Regions from separate parts of the Mus musculus genome. Here region 1 is linked to region 2. A link is a contact called in public HiChIP or PLAC-seq data. All regions are on one chromosome and are shown on one strand. The core of a region is the stretch at or near the end of the contact, and the rest is flanking DNA. Distances in the headings are between cores, read along the strand shown. Region 1 has its middle 38 kb from the start of Gm41394. Region 2 has its middle 91 kb from the start of Gm41393.

What was found. HiChIP or PLAC-seq counts read pairs in DNA pulled down with a chosen protein or histone mark.
Region 1: a CTCF HiChIP or PLAC-seq map of the NIH/3T3 cell line shows a contact between it and region 2, with 15 read pairs. The contact joins two enhancer-like sites. A contact is called at or near these places in 3 of 15 datasets of contacts at CTCF or cohesin (the NIH/3T3 cell line, large pre-B cells and pro-B cells), 7 of 484 Hi-C or Micro-C datasets (CD4 T cells, ECoMG-derived neutrophils, nephron progenitors and 2 more) and 5 of 115 datasets of contacts at active chromatin or transcription factors (CD8 T cells, Th17 cells and embryonic stem cells).

What each region holds. Positions count from the first base shown.
Region 1 is chr15:97,580,281-97,583,438 of GRCm38.p6, forward strand. No RefSeq gene overlaps it. Among named protein-coding and RNA genes, the nearest start is that of Gm41394, 38 kb to the right of the region's middle. Within about 2 kb of position 1,526, at least 120 of the 459 cell types and tissues checked have an H3K27ac peak or open chromatin away from gene starts, as enhancers often do. A contact at or near this core is called in CD8 T cells and the NIH/3T3 cell line, where this site is marked.
Region 2 is chr15:97,496,554-97,499,810 of GRCm38.p6, forward strand. No RefSeq gene overlaps it. Among named protein-coding and RNA genes, the nearest start is that of Gm41393, 91 kb to the left of the region's middle. Within about 2 kb of position 1,993, at least 39 of the 459 cell types and tissues checked have an H3K27ac peak or open chromatin away from gene starts, as enhancers often do. A contact at or near this core is called in CD8 T cells and the NIH/3T3 cell line, where this site is marked.

The DNA of each region.
Region 1 (3,158 bases), core at 276-2,775, 83 kb after region 2:
TGATGGTGATGAGAGTGGTGGTGGTGGTGGTGGTGGTGGTGGTGGTGGTGGTGGTAGTGGCGTGATGGTGATGGTGATAATGATACCCCAACTTTATACGTGAGGAAACTCTTGCTAAAAGGGTTAGGTCACTGATTCAGTGTCACATAAAGAAGTCGTCGAGACATAATTTAAAGAGGCACAACACTAAAATTAACTGCTAAACTGTAGCTGTCCAGCAGCCACAGAGAACTGGGTACACCTGAAAAGGAGGGAGGCGAGGTGGAAGACCTCATCCTAGGTTGGAAAGACTCCACCCTAGCTGGGTGAGCAGAAAGACCAACTGTGGCAAACCATTAAGATCTGATTAGCCTGCTCAGGGCTGGGGGAAGGGCACACTAAACTGCTGTTTCTCCCATACCAGAAGAATAAACCTCTTTCCGGGAGGGGGTGTGTGGGATGTTTTAAAAAGAAACAAAGAAACTTACTATAGGGATCTACGTGCAAGACTTCTAGGAGAACTAAAAAGTAAGTCCATTATTTGAGTCTCCTGTCCCAGTGCTAAGTGCCGAGCTCAGGAAGCAGCTGAGCAGAGGTCACAGAACCCTGGAAGTCATCGTTGACGTCAGGGCTGCTCCAGCCCCAACTCAGAGACTACAGCAGACACAAAGTCTAGGAGACACTGGAAAGTTCACATCCTCTGAAGCCAAGTGTGACTGTCACCCACCCCTGATGCCAGGGTGGACAGCTCCACTCTCTCTGTCTCCCAAACATCTCAACCAAATCTAAACCACGCTGTTATAGTCAGCTTCGGTTGTCAACATGGCTCAGTTGGAAGGAGGGAACCTCTCTCTGCTGAGGAATTGCCTCCACCAGATTGGCCAGTGGTCATGTCTGTGAGACATTTTCTTAATTGTTACTTAATGTCCACTGTGGACAGGGTCATCCCTGGACAGGTGATCTGGGCTGTATAAGAAGGTTAGCTGAGGCTGGGCAATGGTGGCGCATGCCTTTAATTCCAGCACTTGGGAGGCAGAGGCAGGTGGATTTCTGAGTTCAAAGTCAGCCTGGTCTACAGAGTGAATTCCAGGATAGCCAGGGCTACTCAGAGAAACCCTATCTCAAAAATCGAAGGAGGAGGAGGGGGAGGAGGAGGAGGAGGAGAAAGTTAGTTGAGCAAGCCATGGGAGCCAGCCAGTAAGCAGCGTTCCCCCAGTCTCTGATTCAGTTCCTGCCTCCAGGTTTCTGTTTGAGCTCCTGCTCCGGCTTCCTTGAACTCTGTACTCTAACCTGTAAGACGTGATCAATCCTTTCTTCCCCCAAGTTACTTTTGGTCAGTGCTCTAATCACGGCAACAGAAAAACAAACAAACAAACAAAACAAACTAACAAACAAAACCCAAAGAAGAGCAACAGAGTCTGGGAAATGTAAGTCCCAGGCTTGCAGCCCCCGTGGTACAGGAGCAAGCATTAAAAGGTAGGAACAGCGGCCCAATCGGGTGTGCTTCCAGAGAAGGTGTGGCTGCTGACCTCCGGGTCCGCGCTAACAGTCTCCACCTGCTGGTAGACACGTGCTGGTGCAGGCCAGGTCCTTATCCTACCAAGCCGGGTCCCTGTGATGCTGAGTCACCGCGGCCAGCAAGTTCTGAATGACTGTGTTCCCTCTTGGGAGTGCTCTCCCAGCTTGGGAGGAAATCTCCCTGGCTCTGAGGAAATCCGTTGCCATACTGAGGAGAGAATCCATTAGTTGCTAAGGAAAGAGAATGTGGCCTCGTGGACCGCTGGACCCTGGTGGTTTGATCCTGTGGCTGGGGCCATGAGCCTCAGGCATGTGACTAAGTCTCTGGTTCTCGCTAGATTCCTGTGTGTAAAATCCTCTGACTTGACTCTCAGCTCCTTGCAGCCAGCCTGGCCAGCACCTGCGGCTACATACTTAGAATCTCTCAGCCCTGACCACAGAAAATCCACGCGAGAAGCACCTGTGTTGCTTTGTGGCCGGCAACATCTAATCTACGTCAGGGCAGGGAGAGATTTACCCATGACAAGGAAGGGCAAAGAGCCTGCAGTCAGCTACTATGGCCAGAAGAGCATTCCAGCCACTGGCTTTACCGCATCGTTCACCTTATTTCTCTAGCAGGAGCTCCAGTTGATATGAACATTGTATTGATCAAAATCCTAACAACCATGCCTTGGTCCCCTGCAAGTTCAGCTATGTATTTGACCTGCTGACTCTTAGTTTTTAAAGGATTTCAACACACACACACACACACACACACACACACACACACACACACACTTTTTTTCCCCCTGTTTAAGACACCTGAAGAAAATTGTTTTTCTTGCCTTACTTTAACACAGATGACCGGATCTCATGCCACCATCTGCTCTCTGTCTCAAGGCTGTGCTCACCTGTCCAGCAGTGGGTGACTCCACTGTATGTGCCAGCAGTACTCACGGGATGAGCACTGGGGAGCACCACCTACAGACGAAGGATGAGGATGAAGAGGAGGTGATGAGATCAAAGACAGGGAAAGAACAGATGGTGGCGACAGAGAAGAGCAGGACAGAAGACAAAACCCTCAGTGACAGCCACCTGGCCCAAGAGCCGTGGACTCATGGGTGGAACATTTGACTTTGGCAGGTCATGGTTCTCAGAGGTCAGAGGTCAGCCCTGCTGGTGTTGAAAGGGTTGGGTTATTACAAATTCTGTTTCTCCCTTTCCATGCAAGGACAATCATGTCCTACCTGTCCATCTAGCAATGTCCTTGTCCTGATAGATCTCAGGGTAGCAACAGAATAACAGGGGTGCAGAGCTCCCCAGAGAGGCCCCTGGGTCCACGCCAAGACCTGCCCCTCCATCAGACTCAGCTCTGGGGAACGGAGCATGCTGTAAAGGCCATTTAGGCAGAGGTGAATGCAGAGGACCCAGCCGGGTCAGAAACATGATCTGGCTTCTGATTTGACGCCTGCCCGAGTTAGCTTCTGCAGTAGGAAACTGCCTAGATAGAGGTCTGAGAGGGCCCACACCCGCGTACCACGAGCATAATGAGGCAGAGCTGGGAGAGACGGTCCATCTCCTTACTTAAGGCTTAGGTGCGCCTTTTTCTTTGTAAGTGATACATTATTTTATCATGGAAAAATTGGAAATTTGGCATCTGCCTGTCTGTCTTTTTCTCATAC
Region 2 (3,257 bases), core at 743-3,242:
AGTTTACACAGATACCATTGAGGCCTTTTTGCTTTTATTGATTTTAGCGTATTTTCTGTTATTCTGCCTTTTTTTCAATTTGGCCATTTGTTTGATCAGGCTAACTTTACTAATAACTTAATGAATGTAATTTTAAACAGAATGCGGGTGCTTCTACAGTTTCTGTACAGTCTCACTGTGCTGGATTTAAAACAAACAAACAAAAAAAAAGGATTTGGAGAGTATTGTAGGATCAATAAACCCAAGTCATATCTTGATCATTTTGTGTTTATCGTCAATAAACCCAAGTCATATCTTGATCATTTTGTGTTTATCGTCAATAAACCCAAGTCATATCTTGATCATTTTGTGTTTATCGTCAATAAACCCAAGTCATATCTTGATCATTTTGTGTTTATCGTCAGTGGACATCAAGTCTGAAGTGTTAGTCCTAAGACAGGGGTCTAACAAACCTTCTGAGTATCCTTGCTTCTGCTTAGCTGCTAGAGTTTGAGAATGCCATCCCTTATTAGAGGCTGGTATGAGTTATACTTCCATTTTACTGCCTTTTAATTTAAGGTTTAAATCTTAATTTAATAATAATATAAAAAAACCCAACTTCATTAGCTGTTTCTAACCCCGAAATCCCCAGTTAAACCCGCCCCCCCATTATCTCAAGCCTGCTCCACTCCCATCAGACTTAAACCAACACAATTCAACTTGAAGTTTTAATTCCACAAGTTCAGAACTATAACTGATAAGCCATTTGTTGAATCTTCAAAAAGAAAATGATATTGAAGACTGGAACATAGAAAGTGATATTCAAATCATTAAAAAGAAATAAGCTTTTGAATAGTATTAAAATTTAGCAGATAGATAAATCAGTCATTAGGACACGGGCTGTCTTCTTTTACTTCCTATTGCTGGGATGAAGACCATGACCAAAAGCAACCTGGGGAGGAAAGGGTTATTTGACTTATCTATCTCAAGTCACAGTCCATAGAGGAAAGCCAGTGAGGGAACTCAAGGCAGGAACCCAAGGCAGGAACTGAATCAGAGACCACGGAGGAATGCTACTGACTGCCTGGCTCACATCCCGTTAACCTTTCTTATACCCTCCAGGATCTCCTGCTCAGGGCTGATTCCATCCACAATGGTCTGAGCTGCCACAGCAATCATCAACCAAGAAAATGCCCCACAGACTTGCCTATGCCAATTTGATTTAACGACATTTTTCTCAATTGAGATTCCCTTTTCCTAGACAATCCTAGCTGTGTCAAGTACTCAGAAGGCTAAGGCACACATGGATGCACAATAAGCTGATCTGAGCCAGTTCCACCCATCCTGACAATATTTCCACTCAGTTCAAGACCATAACCCATGGAAGGGTGCCACCCATAGCCGAGGTCTTCCCACTCAGTTAATCCCATCTAGATAGTCCTTCATATTCCTGGACAGAGGCTTGTTTCCTGGGTTTCTTAGATGCTACGCTGATGACCCATCTTGTCTATCACGATGCCCTTCCAAATAGACATCCATCCTGCCCCTGAAACCTACAAATGGTGCCTTCCATGGGCTTTACAGATGCAATTAAATTAATTGGGATGGAGAGATTAGCCCGGATTTTCCCAGATAACCCCAATGTCATCATCACAAGGTCTTTAAAGTGGGACATGGAAGGGCCAGAATTAGAGCAGACGATGTGATAATGGCGGCAGAATTGGAGTGACTCGAGCCAAGGTTGCAGGAGGGACTACATTCTTCCTGCCGAGCTTCACAGGAGCCATTCCCACAGACATCGTGACTTCTGCTCAGCAAAACCGATCGAGGACTTGTAACTTCCCCAATGGTAAGACAGTGTTTGTGATATTTAACACTATCGTGTGTGTGTGTGTGTGTGAGTGTGTGTGTGTGTGTGGCACACCAGGAGCCAGAGGTAAAGCTCTGTCTCCTGACAGCATCTCTAGCTTTGCACAAGAGACTCAGAAGTGGGCAGGCGCTCCCTGGTGGGATAGGTCATTTCATGGCTGTTGTTCCTAGAAGAAATGCAATGCCCCCTGCTGGCTCTACCCTGAGATGCCCTGTCACAACTAAAATATTAAAGTACAAGCAAGGTATGGTGGGGTTACCCGTCACACCCCCAAAAGGACTTCAGAGCAGCACACTTCCACCTTCTCTGACTCCATCTCCCCCTACCCCACCCCCACTTGTGTCAGGAGGCCACAGCACTCCTGGGAACTGTTGAACTTTTTCTTCCCCAGGCTTCTGGAGAACTCCAAGTTCAAAGGCAATGTGGATGTAGGCCCATGCTCCAGAACACTGTAGCAGATTTCTTTAAACTCAATAGAAAACGCCTTTTAAAAGGCAGTACTTAGGCCCAGTGTGGAGAGGCATACCTGTGGCCACAGCCTCAGAGTCCGGAAGGAGAAAGATCAAGAGGCCCAGGCCAGCCTGGGGTTCACAAGGTTCATGTCACAGACAACAACAACACAAACAAAGACAGAACAACAAAACAAGCAAAACCAAAATCAAAGAACAAAAATGAAAATGTGAGAAATCCCTTTGTGGGTTGTATTTGCTTTCTTACATATCCAGTTTTATAGGTACTGGTCAACGGGAGAAAAACTTTCAGTACAAAGATTCTTGCAAATGTCTGACGGAAGAGATGGGCCTCATAACAAAAGAAAACATGCAGATGTTAAAAGACAAACTTGGGTGCTTGAAAATTCTAATGAGCTTACATAAGCGCCAGGTGACTCATAGGTCGGGCAGCACACGACTCCAGGTAGATCTGTGCTCCAGCTCGGGTAAGAGAGAAGAGTTTTATTAGATATTCTTAGAAGCAAGGAAAAGAAAGTATGCTTGCCAAAGTGGAAAGTCCCCAGGGCAGCTGTTTCCCAACCTGTGGGTCATGACCCCTTGGCAAACCTCTATCTCCAAAATATTTACATTATGATTCATAACTATAGTTATGAAGTAGCAGCTAAAATAACATATGGTTGGAATTACCACCTCATGAGGAGAAGTATTAAAGGGCCACAGTGTTAGGAAGGCTGAGAACCCCTGGTCTGCAATGACGTGGGCTTTGTTCTGCCTCTAGTGCAGTCTAAGGGTCTGAGCCTCCTCAGCCCATGGTCACCCGATCAATTTATTAGTAACACCAGGGAGAGAGGAAGGGAGAGAGGGAGAGAGGGAGAGAGGGAGAGAGGGAGAGAGGGAGAGAGGGAGAGAGGGAGAGAGGGAGAGAGAGAGAGAGAGAGAGAGAGAGAGAGAGAGAG